Linked DNA regions of Mus musculus: region 1 is linked to region 2. The links are chromatin contacts, called in public promoter capture Hi-C maps. All regions are on one chromosome and are shown on one strand. The core of a region is the stretch at or near the end of the contact, and the rest is flanking DNA. Distances in the headings are between cores, read along the strand shown.

Region 1 (7,025 bases), core at 4,490-6,989, 160 kb after region 2:
TTTTCAAGACAGGGTTTCTCTGTGTAGCCTTGCCTGTCCTGGAACTAGGTCTATAGACCAAGGTGATCTTGAACTCAGAGTTCAGTCTGCCTCTGCTGAGATTAAAGGCATGAAGTCCCACTTCCAGTCGAGTAGGTGGATTTCATGTGAGAGTAAGGGCTAAATTCTCAGGTATATTTTGTAAAACAAAACAAAACAAAACGAAACAAAACACCATCATTTTTGTTTTCTCTCCTCTCCATTGTGAAACAGAATCTTACTATGTAACCCAGGTTGGCAGGAGCTCATAATGTAACCCATGCTAGCCTCAAACTTTTGATTCTCTTAACCTAGCCTTTCAAGTATGCTCTCAAAACAGAATGACTCAGGGATTAAGGCTAAATGAAGATACAAGGATTATCCTTTTACTAAAGAAAGTGGTAATGGTCTTTGGTCTAAAGAAGACCCTCTCTGAAACAAAACAAAAAGAGACAAATAAAATCCGTATGAAGCAAATGACCTAGACTAGATTAAGAACTCCAGGGCAGGATCCCCGTTAGTGTAACTGCATACCTGTTCTTACACTGTAAATTCCCATCTTCCATCTGGGACTAAGTTCTGTGGATAGTCTCACCTTACTGATGCTCTTCCAGCCTAAAGACCTTCAAATCACTCCAGCTTGCTGGCCACATTCTGGAGTCAGAAACTGGTGCTAGGGGAAAGAACTTGGAAGCTGCCTGGCTCTCCAGTGGGTTGAGCAGTCTTTTCCTAGCAAGGCAGCCACTAAGACTCATTCAAGCATGACTTGAATGAGACTCAGGAACTCTTGCTCTTCCTGCTTTCTGAATGCAGGGACAACGTGTATCAACCATGCCCATCTCAACGTCATGGTTGCATGCCTTCCTGCATTCCTAGCACAGATGGTTTCTCGGAGGTCTTGGGGTGTTTCTATCCAGACCTGTAGAGGACACTTGTCTGCATTCTGACTCCGGACCCAGTACTTCTCCATTCCTTCCCTTCTGTAGTTCTCACTCCATACCTCAGGTCTACAAAACTCAAGAGACATTCTATTCAGAACTCCTTCAGCGGTAAGTAGTGAGATAGCCCCTCATTTGTGCTAATGGTCAGACCATTTTCAAGGGAGGTTGGGAGGTACTTCTTGGGTTTTGGGTTCTTCTTTATCCCATTGCAAAAGTGATACAAGACCAATGCATTGTTCTTTGCGGTTTATTGCTTTAACTTTAACTAACCACTTGGCACCTAAAGCTCATCTTGGTCAGCCCATCTATTTATGAGTATTAGGTGAAGGGCTATAATGACCACCCTGCTACATGACTGACTTCTCATTCCTAAAACCATAATCTAAACTAATGTGTATTTAAGACTCCTGCCGGGCTGGTGAGATGGCTCAGTGGTTAAGAGCACTGACTGCTCTTCCAGAGGTCCTGAGTTCAATTCCCAGCAACCACATGGTGGCTCACAACCATCTGTAATGGGATCCGATGCCCTCTTCTGGTGTGTCTGAAGACAGCTACAGTGTACACATATACATAAAATAAATAAAAGTAAAAAAAAAAAAAAAAAGACTCCTGTCTTAGTTTCTAAAATAGTGGTCCAAATTCTTTACATTCATGTTTGAAACTTATATCAAGGAATTCTATACAAACCAGTCTCAAGAAATATAGTAATCGCAGGGTGGCTATTTGGGAATTTGTTCCCTAGACCATCCATTTCAATAGCTATTAGAAAGTTTTGTATTTTCTCTTATTATAATTCAAATCTATTCAGAGTCTAAACTTAAGACCTTTCTTGTTGCAGATTCATGTAAATCTCATACCTCTAAGCAGAGTAGAAAAAACCCATGTGGTAGGATATAAGCAAACAACTCACCCTTGATTCTGTCATCTTCCGCTATATTTAAGGAACTCAAGATGTCATGACTTTTTTCTGTCCTGATTCCAGAGAGCGATATGATATGTGGAACCTAAGAACATGTTCTCACACTTGAGTCCACCTCTTGTTTGTTTCACAGGAACTGTTTCACTCCTGAGAGACGTGGCCTGTGGAGAAACAGATATGTTATGTTAGTATATATCATTAAGCAAAACTGGTTAAGCAAATCTTGGTTTTCTCTTGATGGGAAAGCAGATAATTTAAAGCCTCAGGCTAGATGTCACAAATACTGGGGTATGAAAGAAGTTGGAGTGTGGTTTTCCTGGCTGTCCTGCAACTCACTTTGAAGACCAGGCTGGCCACAAACTCAGAGATCTGCTTGACTCTGCCTCCCAAAAGCAGGGGTTAAAAGCATGCACCACCACCAGCTTAGATTTTTTTTTTTTTTGTAAGAGAACTAAAACTTGTATAAAGAACTAGGTAGGGCAGGAGAGATGGCTTAAAGGTTAAGAGCACTGACTGCTCTTCTAGAGGTCCTGAGTTCAATTCCCAGCAAACACATGGTGGTTCACAACCATCTGTAATGAGATCTGATTCCTTCTTCTGGTGTGTCTGAAGATAGCTGCAGTGTACTCATATACATAAAATAAATAAATAAATCTAAAATTAAAAAAAAATCAACATGTTAAAAAAAAACAAAACTAGGTATAGCCAGGTGTGATTAAAGAATGTGATGGAGGGCTGGAGAGATGGCTCAGTGGTTAAGAGCACTGATTGCTCTTCCAGAGGTCCTAAGTTCAAATCCCAGCAACCACATGATGGCTCACAACCATCTGTAATGAGATCTGATGCCCTCTTCTGGTGTGTCTGAAGACATCTACAGTGTTCTTAAATATAATAAAATAAATCAATCTTTGGGCCAGAGCAAGTGGGGCCAGAGCAAGCAGAGGTCCCGAGTTCAATTCCCAGCAACCACATGAAGGCTCACAACCATCTGTACAGCCACAGTGTACTCATATACATAAAAATAAGTAAATCTTTTCTTAAAAAAAGTATGTGATGGAAAGTAAATAGGAATATCTCTCTGCTTAGGGGGAGTTTGTATACAGCACAAGAGTCAAGAAACTGAAGGAAGAAAAGAAACTTAACCAGTTTGTTTAAAAACATTTTTATTGGGACTGATAGGTGGGTTTCTGAGGCAAGCATAAAAATGGAGAGGGCCACTTTCAGGTTTGCCATTGCTAACAAAGTACAGTCAGATCTAAGCACTATTGTACTTAGACGATAAGTCTTGACAGTGAGCCTCTCCTAGAATCCAAAAGGTGAAAGATTTAATCATTTCTGCTGTTTCTCAGGAAGACAGGGTCCTTATGGCACCCGAATGACTGATGATTACTGTCTTCACCAACAAAAAGAGCACACATACATGCCGTCCGGGACTCACTGGTTTACAAACATACAAAGCAACCCCTTCCCGCCCCACAAGACTTGTCTGGGGAATCCCACTAGTTCTTCATTTACCTGGCATTGACACCTGTTCTCACAGGCCAGAATGTTCTGTGTTCGGATGTTCCATCATCTAATCCGCGTGCCTTATTGTCCCTGACAGGGTGCAGCATCAGTAATGGCACCGTCACCTTCTCCCACCCTCCTCCTGCACTCCCTCCTTCAGCCACCTCTTCTTGCCCCAACCTCCTACCAGGCTGTTGGACACAATCCCTCAAGAGTGCTCAGGGCCCGCCTCACCTTAATCCTTACCAAAACCGGGACCGCCATTCTGCGCATGCGCAATTCCCCTCTCCAATGGCTCCGCACCTGCTCCAGGCAGAGCCTAAACGCTCTTTGAGTTTGCCAAAGACCAGATTGGATACAGACTTAGCTCTCTACAGGATCACGTCATCTGTCACTAGCTTCACTAGGGCTTACTGCAGACCTAACAGCTGCAGAGTCGGTGTGGCCCAGTAGAGGAAGTGTCGATGTAGAACTACATTTCCCAGAGATCCACTGGGGCAAATGTGCCTGGGACTGAAGGATGGGCTTCACTTCCGGACCCACCCCTCCACCCCCCACCCCCAGCCTTCATGTTCCCTTAAGACGATGTCATCAGCAAGGGCCCTTACCGTTGTATTGTCTCACTGGCCTGAAGTATTTTACTACTACTACTACTTCTTCTTCTTCGGCCCTTACCGTTGTATTGTCTCACTGGCCTGAAGCATTTTACTACTACTACTACTACTACTACTACTACTTCTTCTTCTTCTTCTTCTTCTTCTTCTTCTTCTTCTTCTTCTTCTTCTTCTTCTCCTTCTCCTTCTCCTTCTCCTTCTCCTTCTCCTTCTCCTCCTCCTTCTTCTTCTTCTTCTTCTTCTTCTTCCTCTTCTTCTTCTTTTAAAGATGCATTTATTTTATGTATGTGAGTACACTTGTCGCTGTCTTTAGACACACCAGAAGAGGGCATCAGATCACATTACAAATGGTTGTGAGCCACCATGTGGTTGCTGGGATTTGAACTCAGGACCTCTGGAAGAGCAGACAGTGCTCTTAACCACTGAGTCATCTCTCCAGTCCTATTTTATTTCTTAAAACTCTTTTTTATTTTAAAATGTATTTGTTTATTTCATGTATATTAGTGTTGTGCCTTATATGCTTGTGCACTGTGTGCATGCTTACAGAGGCCAGGAGGGTGTTGATCCTCCTAAGACTGTTGTGAGCTCTTATGTGGGTGGTGGGAATTAAACTTGTGTCCTCTGGAAACGCACCCCTGAGCCATCTTTCTGTCACCCAAAGCAGATAATTTAAAGGAAGAATTCATTAACTTTTAAATATCTCTTGATGTTCTTGGCTTCTATACCCAAATTAGACATTTCAGCACTACTGTCTGCATCCAGGAAGATACTCATGAAGAGCCAAATATGTGAGTGCTAGGAACTGAACCCCAGTCCTCTGGAGAAGCAACCAGTGCTGTGACATCTTGAACTATTTTAATCATGACTATGTTCAGTGGAGCAGCCAGTCTCTTTACTAGTCTGAGAGACATCTCCAGCTTGGGTTTTGTTTTGTTTTGTTTGTTTGTTTTGTATCCCCTAGTTCCCTGCTTCAGGCAAGTAAGCTAAATGGATTGTCAGCAGCACACATCCCAAGGCTTGATTTGTTCCTACTTTATATGAATATGTCCCCACAACTCCACTCCAGAAAATATATAAATGACTTGAAAAAAAGATACACAGGAGAGAGAGAGAGAGAGAGAGAGAGAGAGAGAGAGAGCGCGCAGCTATCCCAGGTCACAGATATATTCCATTTAGTTCCTTCTAGTTCTTGGTACTGAACATCCTCTAGCCTACCATCTGTGACTCCATCTTCCTCTGTGTTGAGGAGAGTTTCCTGTGGCCCAAGTAAGTTTCAACAGAAACATGAATATTTGTAATTTCTTATAACTAAGCATAAAAGCTAACACATTTTATAACTTATTTGAATTCTATTTTAACATTCAGTGCTAGATTATTTCAATAGCCTATGTCCTTTATACCTAACTTTATTGTCTTCATAAAAGTTGTCATAGGCCAAACCCTGAGTTCTATTGAGTCCTGTGTTGTTCCTTTTGAAATTGCTGTGCCTACACTAACTCTATTCAGATCTTCCACCACTAGGCTTATTTTTATTTGTTTTGTTTTAGAGGCATTGTCCTTTCGGCCCCGCCCCTCGCCGCATGCGCCTTGCTGTCCTTTCTCCCTGACCCCGCCCCTATCCAAGTTTTTCGCTGCGGGTAAGCGATCTGCTCTCGATCCTCCCAGAGCCACCCTTCGCGGCACGCACATGCGCCCTGTTGTTCTTCCCGTCCCTCCCTGCTCTCCCTCCCCCGCCCCCGCAGTCTCTCGCTGCGCGCGCACGCGCCATGCTTTTTCTGCGCGCCGCCGTGCTCCCGGGGTTCTGGCTCCCGCGTGTGCGCCGCGTACAACTCGTTCGGAGCCCCGCGGTGACCCTGCCAAGTCCCGTCCGCACTGTCCACGCCGGGAGCCGGGTCTGGGGGAGCGCGTGGGCGGGGGGCGGTCCCGTCCGTGGTGGGGGCGAGGAGGACCCCCGTGAGGACGAAGAGGAAGAGGAGGATGAGCTGCTCCGCGCCCCACCCCTCCTGCCCTTGGATACACAGCGCGTTTGCGTCCTGCATCCTGACGTCAAACGCCCGGCCGGAAAAAAGCCTCGAAGCACAGGTATCGGGTAGGGCGAGAGTGGGGATTGAGCAGGGAAGCCGGAAGGGGCGAGGACCTGAAGGCCGAAACTTACTAGTGCTATACAGGAAGGCCACGGGGAATTGGGGCGGCGGTGACGCCTAGTTCTGGAAGGGGCGGAGTCACGAGAAAGGAAGGAGAAGCCGAGGGAGGAGCACTGGGGGCAGGGTACTATGATGGACATCGGGCGTACGGTAGAGAGTGTGGATAGTCTGGGATGTGCTGGGTTCGTGGCTGCTCTCCTGGTGGAGTCGGAGTCTGGCGAGCTTGCGTGCTGGGGGCGTGATCTGGCTGAGCATGTGATGGTACCTGGGCCTGCCCGATGGGTGAGGCTGCGCGTGCTCCGGGTGGGACCTTGGGGCGGGACTATCCTAAATTTGTAGGCGGAGTCTGGGGGGGGGGAACATTGGGCGCTGGGGGCGAGTCCTAGAGGTTCTGCCTTTCCCTGGTAGAGCTTTGGATCATGGCCTGGCGAGCTTCTTAGGGTTGTGATGTGAGCTGCAGGGTGGGGACATGGTGTGGGCGGGGGATGCGGACTCTGCGCGGGCGCGGTTTCATCCCAGAGCTAACCCTGTCCACCGCCGTGGTCCGAGGTCTTCCCGCTCGGCCCTTGACTGGATGGACCCTTGTGTCCTCACAGCGGAGTGGCAGGTGGCAGAGGCGGCCGCCCTGGTGCGCGCACTTCCAGGATGGTCGGTCGCGAGTACCCTGGTGGTGCCCAGCGCAGCGCCTGGCAGCAGGCTGGTGTTCGGCAAGGGCAACTTTCAGGACGTGACAGGTGAGCGGTACCTCACCTTTGGCCGCTGGGCATGCGCCTCACCTGCGCTGGTGTAGGATGGGTCAGACTGCCTCCCGTCCTCCTCCTAACCCCATGACGGGCCACTCCCTGTGCTCCAGAAAAGATCAAGGGATGCCAGGACATCACGT
Region 2 (6,295 bases), core at 2,144-4,643:
CCAAGTCCTTTGTGAGTCAGCAGCACTTGATGCTATAACAATGCTGTTCTTTGCATTTCACGAATGCGGAACCAAATTCAGGTGTCCAGGTGTAGTCTCTGATGTCTATTTTTTTTTTCTTTTCACGTTGTTGGGTTTGAAAACACTAGTACACTTTACCACCATAGCATGTGGCCTCAAAATGTCAGTGATAGGCCAGTATGGTGAGGTCACTAAAGTATATACAGGTGTTTGTTGGTTGGTTGGTTGGTTGGTTGAGCCATGGTATCAGGTAACCAGGACTACCTGGCTGGCCTTGAACTCATTGTGTAGTTAACAGTAACCTGGAATTTTTATAAAGTCTTACATTGGAATTTTAATTTTTTTGAGTAAAGTTTTCACTAGGCAATCCTGCCCGGCCTAGAATTTGCTGTGTAGATTAGGGTGGCCTTGAATTCACAGAGATCCCCCTGCCTTTGACCCAAGAGTATGTGCATTAAAGGAGTATGTCATCATGGTCAGCCATATCCTGCGTCTTCGTCTTCCTCTAAAGTCCTGGACTTACAAGCATGTCTTTACCATGTCTGTCTTCTTTGCTTTAAAGTGGTGTGAATTCATATTTCTGGCATATCCCAGCCCACATCATTTAGCTCATTTCCTACATATTGGTTGACACAACTACGTATAGAGAAAGTCAGAATGTACTTTTCTAGTCTCCTCCACTCAGACATTATCATTGTGTTTACAAGTGGTTATATGAACGGGGAGCTGTTCTGGTAGGTAAGCCGATAATCTTTCCCTCATATTTAGCTCTAGATACTATGGCCAACAGTTCCTTTATTTTTAAAAGATTTCACTTATTTTTGTTTTATGTCTGCTTGAGATTATGTCTGTATACCATGTGTGTCCACTGCCCTTAGAGGCCAGAAGAGGGTTTTGGATCACCTGGAACTGGAGTCACAGACTGGTGCTGGAAATAAACTTGAGACCTCTGGAAGAGCAGCCAGTGCTCTTAACCACCTCTCTATTCTCCCCCAAGTCACCCTCTCTTTTTTGAGACAGGGTCTTATGTATTCCAGGCTAGTCTTGAACTCCAAGGATGCCCTTGAACTTGTGAATCTCCTATTTTCACTTCTCATTTGTTGGGATTACAGATGTGCTCCACTATACCTGATTTAGGCAATACTGAGGATGGGATTCAGGGCTTTGCATAAGCTAAACAAGCTCCCTACCGAATGACCTGTGTACCCAGTCTACCAATATCTATATATAAACCCATAAAGTGGTCCTTACAACTGCACTGTCACACGGTGTCACAATTCTGCATGTACCTCCCGCTTATTCTGTCCATTACGCCTTTTCCCTTACTTTGCAGTGATAAAGAGGAGTGCAGAAACAGAAGCAGTTTCCTGAGATGAAGCAACACATTTATTTGTTTACAAATTTAATGCTCAAAATAGCCACGTAAGCCAGGCTTGGTGGCAAGGGCCTTTCCCCCATCACTCAGGGGACAGAGGCAGGTGGATCTCTATGAGTTTGAGGCCAGTCTGGTCTATACAGCATGCCCCAAGGCATCCAAGTCTACACAGTATGATGGGACCCCCATCTCAGAGGAAGGAAAAAGAAAAAGAAAGAAAGACACAGAAAAGGACACCTAGTTCCAAGAGGACAGACTGTGGGAGTCCAAATAATTTAAGGTACCTAGAATACAAATCAGGGAGACCTACATCCCTGTGGGACAAAGAGGCAGTAAGGAAGCACTGTTAAAGAAGAACTATTCTGTAGCTGGGCGTGGTGTCGCACACCATTGATCCCAGCACTCGGGAGGCAGAGGCAGGCGGATTTCTGAGTTCAAGGCCAGCCTGGTCTACAAAGTGAGTTCCAGGACAGCCAGGGCTACACAGAGAAACCCTGTCTCAAAAAAACAAAACAAAATAAAATAAAAAAAAAAGAACTATACTGTAATTTTGTTACAGATTTTTGTTACACACACCCTATTGATGCTTCCTGTGAAAGATTAAAGCATCTAACAGGTCCTGCTCTGGTGCCTGGCTGAGGTCCTGTCAGGAAAGCAGCCTCTTAAGGACAACTAGCCACACTGCCCTCCTGGCAGCCAGTTTAGATATTGGGGCTCACTGGGCAGACACCTCTGCAGTCATATGGGCCACCAGAACCTCCGTGGAAGACTTGCTCCAGTCATGATCTGTCCAGACAGCCTCCACCGACACTGAGCAAGACAGCATGGTAGTGAACTCTGATGACCTTGCAATCGTCTCATCCAGGCCAGGGGGAGGCTCTCCCTTGGTGGCTCTGCAGAAAACCTGCGATTGATTCAAACGTGCATGAAGGACTGCCAGGATTGGGGCTAAGACCCTTGCCATAACACCCTTTTCTCTTTATATATAAGCCGACTGAAACTCACGTTTCAGTCAGTGTGAAATACAGCCTCTGTATCCTTTTTTTTTTTGGTATGTCAGGCCTTAGAGGGTTTTTGTAAAAAAAATTTAATTTATTTTTATCAATAGTAGGGTAGGCTGAGCTAGGAACACCAAAAGGCTGAGGCTAGAGAGAATAGAGAGCTGAGGTGAAAGAAGGCTGTGGAAAAAACAGATCCTGTTGCTAAGACTTTTAGGGAGCTGTCTAGCCAAAGGACCGCCTTAGCCATTGTGGAAGGCCAAGGGTTCTGAGAATGTCTGAGGTTAGAGGTTCATTCAGGAGCAGTAATATTACCAAATGCCTGCTGCTGTTCATTGTTGCTCAAAGATGAAAATTATAACAGCTGCCAAGTGCTGGGCCGCTTGGTAGTTAAAGCCCAAGCCTGGAGCTGTAAGTCCGTGGGCCTGCCAGTCTAGTCCCTAGGCCTTGGGTACAATGGCCCTGGAAGAGCAGGTGGACACCTTTCCTACACAGAAGGACCCGGTCAATTGGTCAAAAGCAACTAGAGCGGTAAAACTTGGAGGCGCGATGGTAGGTGCCAGGGACTAGGGGTGGGGAATGGAGGGTTGATAGTTGAATGAAGAAGGTTCTTAGGGAAAAAAATGGAAAGAATTCAGGAGGTGAAAGTTGAGAGTATGCATACACTTAAAGATTACAAATGAAAACATAAAAACTTCAAATTGAAGTGCCAAACTTGAGGTTTTTCAATTCATATAAACCCAGTGCCTGCAGGCAGATTTCTGAGTTCGAGGCCAGCCTGGTCTACAGAGTGAGTTCCAGGACAGCCAGGGCTACACTGAGAAACCCTGTCTCGAAAAACCAAAAAAATAAAATAAAATAAATAAATAAACCCCAGTGCCTGATTTCCACCCACTAAAGGGCAGGCATCTGCGCCTGCTACCCTGCGACCACCGGCAGGTGGCGCCCTGGGCCGCGTTTCCTGATTCGTCGGGGGGGGGGGAAGGGGCGGGACTTCCACCAGCCGGAAGCGGAAGTCTGCTCCTGGCGTCCCGCCGTCAGGTCGCGCGATTTGCGGCATGGCTTTCCGGCAGGCGCTTCAGCTGGCGGCCTGTGGTCTGGCCGGTGGCTCGGCCGCTGTTCTCTTCTCGGCGGTCGCGGTAGGGAAGCCGCGAGGTGGCGGGGATGCAGACACGCGCGCGACCGAGCCGCCGGCCTGGACAGGAGCGCGAGCCGGGCGCGGCGTCTGGGACACCAACTGGGACAGGTGCGGGGACGGGAGGTTTGGGCTCGGCCCTGCTTCCTCACCTCCATCCCGGGATGGCGGAGATCGGTGCTCTGAAGGGAAGGGGACGCTGCGTGCTAGTGGGTCTTGAGTTTGTGTGAATCGGTGGCAGTGCCTGGATGGCGCACCTCCCGAAGGTCTTCGCGCCTGGGCCACCCGTCTCTCTGAGGGACCTCTAACCGCCCGGACCCCATACTCGAAGAGTCCTTGTTCAGAGACAGTGCACCAGGTCTTTGTCCCAGGACCACCATCCTCTGTGGGCCTGAAATTCCAAAGGATTAAGTCTTACTCAGAGTCAGGGTCTTGATAGACAGCCAGGTTTGCCTCACAAATTCTCCTCCTGCAGCTTGGGGAAGATTGGGACTGCAAGCATGCTATCCCTTCAGAGGCCAGAGAACCCGTGCGTGAAGTAGAGCCAAGGGTTGGGTTACCCATGGAAGCCGGGTACAGTGGCATGTATAGCGAGTGGCATGCAGCTTTAATCCCAGCACTGGGAGTCAGAGGCAGGCAGAACTCTGAATTCTGGGCTATATAGAAACACCTTGTCTCAAAAAAAAAAAAAAAAAAAAAAGAAAGAAAGAAAAAAGAAATGACCTGATTTTAAATGTTTCATATTTGCTTGCTGTGTCTGCTTACGTGGATGGATTGGTACAGTGGCCTTGTTAGGTGGGGAAGGATGCATGACAGATGGATCAACAAGTGCCGGAAGGGACTAAAAGGGGCATATCCACTTGGTTTCTTTCTGGTATGCCTTCCTCTCTGACAGTCGTCTCCAAATTTTGTCTGGTCCAGCCCCACACACGGCCCTGTAGCTGCAGCAAGACTTTGGCCTGGTCTGTATATGGGACTAACACCCCAGGTTAGCCTGCTCAGATCATGCTTGAGCCGCCACCACCACCCTTTCCAGACCTTCCTCTTCCACCATTGTGTTAATTTGGGCAGCTCTGACTTGTCCTATTCCTGCCTCCTACATTTAACTGAGTAGCTTCAGTTTCTTCGGCTCCTACGTCCACTCCACTAACTACAGTCCTCAACATTGTGATGGCCACTACCCCAGTGACTGCTCAACACTTAAAGTGTGTTTAGTGTGACTTAGAAAAGAGCTCTATTTTTATTTGATTTAAAATTAATTATAGTAATCCCTCTGTATGGTGGGGGATTGGGTCCATGATCCCTGAACATATCAAACTCTGTGGATGTTCATGATAATGAAGTATTTACAGATAACCTAGGCATCTAGCTTATCCTCCTGTATACTTTAAATCATTCCTAGATTATTTATCACACTCAGTACAATAAAATTGCTACCTAAGTAGTTGTTAAAATATATAGCTTGAGGTTTTAAAAAAAAATCACATACAAAAAGGTCTGTTTAGTTCAGATGCAAACTTTTGAGTATTTTTTGATGCCCGGTTGATTGAATATTGAGTGTGGAATCTTGAGCTACGAAAGACCTAAGTATAGTTAGACTTACTTATTCAACCTGGCCTTTTGTGATCCTTCCGCCTCAGCTTTTCCAGAGTGTGAGGAGTCCAGACTTGTACTGTGAGAAAGCACAGCCAAGGTCCTGTGCCTAGTATTTTTAACTTACGTTAGGGATGTTAGTATATGCTCGCTTGTACTCCTCATACTTGGAAGGCTGAAGTAGAATTGTTGTGACGTCAGCCTGAGCTACACTGAGAGGGCCTGTCTTATCACCAGCAGAAGTAGTAAATGAATGAAACAGCCCCAAGACTATTGGAGTCACACAGACAGTACAGTTCTAGGCTCCGCTGCAGTGCAACTATCCACTCTCACATCTCTTGACACTGCTTGCTTATTTGAGGCATCATTGGGTTTCTCCTTTTTTTTTTTTCCCGTCTCATGTGCACGTGTGTGAGATCACATGTGTGTAGGTCTGTGGGAAAGCCCGGGGTAGTTATGGAAATTGTTTCTCAATCATACTTCTGGATTATTGTTTAAGGCATGGCCTCTCAGTCAAACCGAGAACTTGCAACACAAGTAGTCTGACTAGACAGCTTCTTCTAGGGGTCCCGTCTCCACGTTCTGAGGCTGCAATTATAAGTGGGCCATTATACCTACCCAGTATTTATGTGGCTTCTGGACTCTAGTCTTCCTGCTTGTATAACAAGCACTTTAACCTGTGAGCCATCTCTTCACCCAGCCTGTCTTCACCAGGAACATGAACCTGAGGCTTCATGTTATATGCAGGAATAATATATGTATCAACCAGAGCGAGCCTAGCCTTTTCGGGAAGAGTCTGTGAGGCTAGGCTCTCTGGCCTGGGCTTCTCCCCCAGGCCTTTTCCCAAGCACTGAAAGGTGTCTTGGACAAGAGGTCATAAGATAAGACATACTTTTACAATTAGGCGAGAGCCACTGTCACTCATTAACCTGAAGAAAAGGAATGTGGAATCTGGAGAAGACGAGTTGACATCCAGGCTGGATCACTATAAGGCCAAGGCCACAAGGCACATCTTCCTCATCCGGCATTCCCAGTACCATGTGGATGGCTCCCTGGAGAAGGACCGCACCCTGACACCATTAGGTATGACTCATTGGTTGGTCTTGAAGTTAGTTACAGGCTGAACCAGGGATCTAGGCCTTCTCTCTGCTCCCCCTCCCCCTCCTACCTTTC

The links. Capture Hi-C pulls out chosen DNA fragments and counts their contacts.
Region 1: a promoter capture Hi-C map of adipose tissue shows a contact between it and region 2. The contact joins the promoter of Gtpbp6 here to the promoter of Pgam5 in region 2. A contact is called at or near these places in 1 of 39 promoter capture datasets (erythroid cells), 8 of 484 Hi-C or Micro-C datasets (CD8 T cells, embryonic stem cells, liver and 3 more), 8 of 115 datasets of contacts at active chromatin or transcription factors (the SCID.adh cell line, bone marrow-derived macrophages, effector CD8 T cells and 5 more) and 3 of 9 other capture datasets (adipose tissue, liver and pancreatic islet).

What each region holds. Positions count from the first base shown.
Region 1 is chr5:110,106,911-110,113,935 of GRCm38.p6, reverse strand. It overlaps Gtpbp6 (GTP binding protein 6 (putative)), which reads left to right and starts at 5,739. Exons shown (of 10, transcript NM_145147.5): 1 at 5,739-6,080; 2 at 6,739-6,876; 3 at 6,996-7,025. The coding sequence starts at 5,765. Zfp605 (zinc finger protein 605) reads right to left here and starts at 3,844. Exons shown (of 5, transcript NM_001163996.1): 1 at 3,619-3,844; 2 at 1,870-2,039. The coding sequence starts at 1,884.
Region 2 is chr5:110,266,997-110,273,291 of GRCm38.p6, reverse strand. It overlaps Pgam5 (phosphoglycerate mutase family member 5), which reads left to right and starts at 3,393. Exons shown (of 6, transcript NM_001163538.1): 1 at 3,393-3,640; 2 at 6,027-6,205. The coding sequence starts at 3,453.